Linked DNA regions of Sus scrofa: region 1 is linked to region 2. The links are chromatin contacts, called in public Hi-C maps. All regions are on one chromosome and are shown on one strand. The core of a region is the stretch at or near the end of the contact, and the rest is flanking DNA. Distances in the headings are between cores, read along the strand shown. Region 1 holds the start of DSEL (dermatan-sulfate epimerase-like protein). Region 2 overlaps LOC110261617 (a long non-coding RNA gene).

Region 1 (2,700 bases), core at 187-2,686, 70 kb after region 2:
AGCATCTGTGCTGAGACAAGTATGATAAGAGAAGTTCAACAGTCAGAAAAAATTCAACTAGTAAATGGAGATGTTGGGCAGAGAATGCTATGCAGGAAGGAACAGGATAAGCATAGTTATGAAAGCACCAAAACAAAAGCCAGTTTGGCTATTTGGACTGGAGGAGGGTCCCCAAGGAGATAAAAGAGAAGACCGATGAGGAGATAGAGGCCACATTTCACCTCCCAGGTGAATTATTTTGAAATTTATTCTGCCAGCAACATCTACTGCTTGGTTTTACCACTAAGTGATCTAAGGCACTCACTTTTTAATAGGCACATCTGTTCATTTTACCAAAATGGGATGGAATAGGAGGAAACTGAAGGTGTCATCAATTCCCAACTGGGGAGGGGTTGTTCATTTGAAACAATTGATATTTCACAGTTTTCCTATTATTACTAAGTTATCTGTGATGGTAGAGGGCAAACCTTAGGTTGACTCCTGCTGAAATGTAATCTCAGATGTCTGAGAAGTTCCCTATGTCCGGTAACATAGGAGTCACCGCTGCTCTACGAGTACCAAAGTCTGGAATTGCACACACATATGATGGTACCTGAGCCACACTTTCTTCGATGCCTGTGGGTCTTAATTCCAGGTTCCATTTCTTTAATAAGAAAGAGATTCCTTTCATCTGTTTGTCCCATATTTTCCATATTTATACCGCTGGAGAACTTATTTCAATCAATAAAGGTGATTAGTCTTTTTTGTTTTCCTCTGATTTTTAGTATCTGTGCTCTGGAGGTCAGTGTCATATTAATCTGGTACATTGATTTTGCATTTCTAAATGACACCAACCTCAGCCAGGCTGACTCACATTCATTCACTGCTCAGTCGTTCCTAAAGGGTGCTTCCCGATATCCCACAGCGTCATCCTGCCCGGCCCGCTTCTCCCAACAGTTCTAATCCTACCCAGAACATTCTCTCATCTCCCTCTCCCTCCGAGCCCTGTTTGATCGTCCTTTCCTTACAACCAAAGGGGAAATATCAGCAGAGACCTCCCGCCAGCCGGGAGAAGTCTTCAGACACTCACACTCTCAAATTTCCGCCCGCTCGGGCCCCGCTCGTCCCATACCGCAAGGCAGCCACTGCAGCCGGGAACACGCAAGCTTAAGAGACTCCTCCGGTTCGGATCTCGGGGGCGGGGGGGCCGCTGGCCCCACCCCCCTGCCCCGCCTCTCTCCAGCCCCGCCCCACAACCTGCACCCCAGATCTCCTGCTCTCGCTCTCCCGGAGGCCCGAGGCCCTGAGGCCACGCCCCATCTTTTCCCGCCCCGCCCACAGCCCGACTCGCGGTCCCTCGCCCTCCCAGGCCCAGAGGCCCCGCCCCTGCCCCGCCCTCGTTTCGTTCCCGCCCCGCCCCCTGCCCGCGTCGCCGTCTCTCGCCCTCTCCGGGCCGCGCCGCCGGAGCTGGCACTGAGGAGCGGCGGCCGCGGCGGCATTGGGACCTGGGGACGCCAGCGCTCCGCTGGACACTGCGTCCCCCGAGAGCGCCCACGGCGCGCGCATCTGCCTTCTGCGGTCCGGGGCTGCCCGGGGGCGTCCGGCGTTTCCCGAGAGCGGGCGTGTCCAGTGCCGGGCGGGAGACGAGCGCGGGGCCACAGCCTGTTGGAGCGCTGGGGGTGCCGGGCAGGGGGCGCGGGGAGCCCTGCCGGGGACCAAGCGGCCCGTTTCCTTGTGCAGAGCAGTTTTCTCGAACTCTCCGCCTCCGTCTCGTTGGGGCCCACCGCTGCCGGGAGACCCCATCCAGACCTACCAAGGTAAGCAGACTCGGCCATTTAGGGGTCTCTTGTCCCCAATCCACAGCCGGAGGTCGGGGATGGGGAGCGGGGGATAGAGTTGGCCTGTTCGTAGGAAGCGAATAAAAAAAAATGCAACAGGCAGGCAGGGCGGATCAGGAAACTCCTAGCGTTAATGTTTCCCACAGAGAGGAGACTTGTCCAAGACTGAAACTTGCTTAGGTTCTTCAGAAGCCAAGACGGGCAGCTGCGAAGCCGCTCCTTAAGTCTGGGTCTGAGCTCCCTCTGGTGGCTTCTTGTAAGGATGTAAAACGAGGCACAGGCGAGAGAGATTGGAGCAGAGCTCCCACACGTTGTCATGACTTCTCCTTGGAGAAAAGTGCCTGTTCTTGGTAGTTCCCCTTGCAAAGACACCTTCTGATCCCTTGAAACCTAAACCCTCGAACTGAATCAAAATGGTCCTTTCAACTTTCGCTTTTTGTCTCTGAGTCCTTCATGATCCAAACAAGAATGACAGCAGGACTCACCTTGTATTAACTGCACTTGAATTAAAAACATTTTACAAGACTAAAAGCAAGCCACACAGTTAAATACTCCGGGGTAAGTTCTGTCTTGTAGCGCTTGTCTTCTGCCACTATTCATTGTTATCCTAATGTGTGCATTGAAAAGTATAAGAAGAAAAAAGAATCATTTGGTCAAACTTAGATTGTACTTAATAACAGATTTTATTGTGATTCTAAAATTTCTATGAAGGGATGGTAGAGCATTTAAATCTTCCGTTTTTGTCCATTCCCAGCCTACCAGTAGCTTCAGAGAATTTGTTTTGTTTTTCCTCCAGAAAAAGAGTGTCATGAAAAAGGAGCAGAAAGGAGACCTCACTGTTGGTGAAAGGGGAGTTTTCTTTCCCAGTTGGTGGTTACTTCAT
Region 2 (2,700 bases), core at 20-2,519:
AGGTCCTTCACTCCCACACAGATAGAATCACTGTGGGGCTGGACAGAGGCTGCACTCCATGCGGGTCTCAACCACACTCATCTGCACACAAACATCAGAGGGAACATCCCCCACTCCCTCTCTACAGGCTGCAGGGGCTACCCCAGGGATGGGGAGGGGGCATTTGGAGGATCTACATGCTGTACAGGGCCTGCATTTTCCTGGGTGAAATCTGAAACTGGCCACTGTACATGGAGGGAAGGAGAGACTGAAAAGGCCCATCACTCCAGATTGGTAGGTGGCAGGGTTTTTTTTGTTTTTTTTTGCTTTTTAGGGCCACACCTGAAGCATATGGAAGTTCTTAGGCTAGGGGTCAAATCAGAGCTGCAGCTGCCAGCCCACACCACAGCCACAGCAACATGGGATCCATCCAAGCCGCGTCTGTGACCTATAACACAGATCATAGCAACGCCAGATCCTTAACCCACTGAGTAAGGCCAGGGATAGAAACCACATCCTCATGGATACTCGTACTTGAAACAGTTGCTAACAGAGGAATTGTAGGTGGAAAGTACATCCCAAGGATGGGGCTGGGGAGGGTCAAGAACTGAGTAAAATGTTTTGGTCCAGCTTGTGGGTCTGCCAATGGTCACATATTCCCCTCACAGTGAGGTACTGGATACGCTGCTGAGTAGTTGTGTTGTTGGAGATCCTGACACCCAAACTCTTGTAAATATCTTCTCTTCTGGGAATAACATCAATCATGGTTATCATCATTGTTTTGCAAAGTGACAGAAACAAGAGGAGATTTGGGCATGTGTTACAAAAATATATGTATATAAATATGCATCAATGGGTCCTCTTAGTAAAAGCTTGCCTCTTTATTTAAAACACTGTGATTAAATCAAATATCAAGGGTTTTAAGAATGGACCATTGGGTATTTCTAAAAATAAAGTCCATTCTAGATGTTTTAACTGATAATTCAAACTCTTCTTTGCCTTTTTGGTAGAAGATGGCAGGCTATGTATAATTTTTTCCTAGGCTACTGAGACAAAAGCAGTTTCTCTTGATTCATGATGTTTTAATTCTATGACCTATGAGGGTACCTGAGCTATCCAGAAAACTGTTGATGTATCTGTGCATGCATGATATCTCATTGTTAATATCAAAGAGCGGTTACCCCTTTGTTGGTGGGAATGTGGTATATGCCCTGGAAACTAAGAGGATAAAGGTCACATGGTAGTTCTGCAGTAGTGTGTCATGGCCCCAGAGAAACACCAGGGTGGCTGCTTGCCCAGGAGAAGCCATGGAAGATATGCAAAACCAAACATCTCAGGTTGACTCAGTCCTGCATCATCTTACTATGAAACTTTTCACTATTACTGGAATGATGAAAGAGAAACATTTCTTCAATGTGAAAAGGTCAGTTTTCCTTCCCTTTCTCACATACATGTAAACATGAACACGATGTGAACACAATGCCTCTTTCTCTCTCTCTCACTCACCAAAGCTCTCAAAGTGAATGATATTTAGGGTAAGGAATTACTAACAGATAATTTTTGGGAATTGTTACTCATCAAGAATTGTTTATAGAAGAGATTTGAAGGTTATATGAGCATAGTTTAATACTGAGGAATTTACAAGAGGATTTTAAAAAAATTATCCTTAATGGTATAGGGCTCAGCCACCTTTATAGAAAAGTCTTATAGAAAGACAGGATAATTTTCAGTCTACTAAGAATACAGACTTTCATTACTGAATCCCTTTGAAAATTTTCACTGCCCCTCCTGTCTTTACAGGAAAAAAAAAGCAAAACAAGGAAAAATGATTTTTATGTGTTTTCCAGAATTTTAGAGTAGATTCTTCCATAACTGAGATCATTCCCTGGTGGTATTTCCATTCAGAAAAACCACAAACATTTTTATGTCTTTTTCCTTGTATGAATTTTAGTGGAAAACAGAGTCAAAATAAAAAGCTCACATGTAAGCTATTTTGAGATTGCCATGAGCTCAATTTCATGATGTTTTGAGTAAGTCCTCGAAACTTCTCTTTGAATTTGGCCTAAAAGACACTAACATTTAATTGATTATTAATAACTTCTAGGGAGAGGGGTGTAGGAAGAAATCCCTTGCCCACCAGGTACATTACAACTCACATAACATCACACAACCACACATGTCTGCCCATCCATATGTGGCTCTTGAATGAGGAGGTAAGAGGCCTGTGTTATGGAATGTGGAGGAGAAGGTAAAAGGGCTGTCTGGCTCCTGTCACACCATCCTTCCTCCTCTTTCAGGGTTTCCTGTACCACCCCCACTTCTGTCTGAGGTAGTGATTGCCTTGTGACTTTTTCATGTCCCACAGAACCATTCTATTCTCAGGATTTTCCATACTCAAACTCCTGCAATCAGCTTTCCCACTGTAGCCACAGTTGGTTTGGTGGCTAAAGACATCCATATTTTGTATCCTAAATGTGTAAAAACTCACAATCAAAACCATTTACATACTGAATGCTTACTACTAATTTTCACACATTTTCATGCTGCGTACCAAGAATTGTTTCATTTGGAAGTATAAAATACAACCTTTGGTGCCCTTCTCAGAAAGTTAACCCAAGCGCAGCAGTTAACACCTTGGTCAGATAGAACCAAGACTGCAATGGTAGCTGGTTGACACAACATCCCACATATAATAGCCATAAAAACGGGGATCCCAGCTCA

The links. A called contact is a pair of places that touch in the nucleus more often than the background predicts.
Region 1: a Hi-C map of embryonic fibroblasts shows a contact between it and region 2, with 1.8 times the contacts expected there. The contact joins the promoter of DSEL here to the enhancer-like site in region 2. A contact is called at or near these places in 5 of 47 Hi-C or Micro-C datasets (adipocytes, embryonic fibroblasts and fibroblasts).

The regions. Positions count from the first base shown.
Region 1 is chr1:154,917,896-154,920,595 of Sscrofa11.1, forward strand. It overlaps DSEL (dermatan-sulfate epimerase-like protein), which reads left to right and starts at 1,437. Exons shown (of 3, transcript XM_021099387.1): 1 at 1,437-1,796; 2 at 2,614-2,700. It overlaps LOC110261617 (a long non-coding RNA gene), which reads right to left and starts at 1,176. Exons shown (of 3, transcript XR_002345981.1): 1 at 1,070-1,176.
Region 2 is chr1:154,847,807-154,850,506 of Sscrofa11.1, forward strand. All of the region lies in intron 2 of LOC110261617 (a long non-coding RNA gene), which reads right to left. Among named protein-coding and RNA genes, the nearest start is that of DSEL, 70 kb to the right of the region's middle. Within about 2 kb of position 1,270, at least 3 of the 83 cell types and tissues checked have an H3K27ac peak or open chromatin away from gene starts, as enhancers often do. A contact at or near this core is called in embryonic fibroblasts, where this site is marked.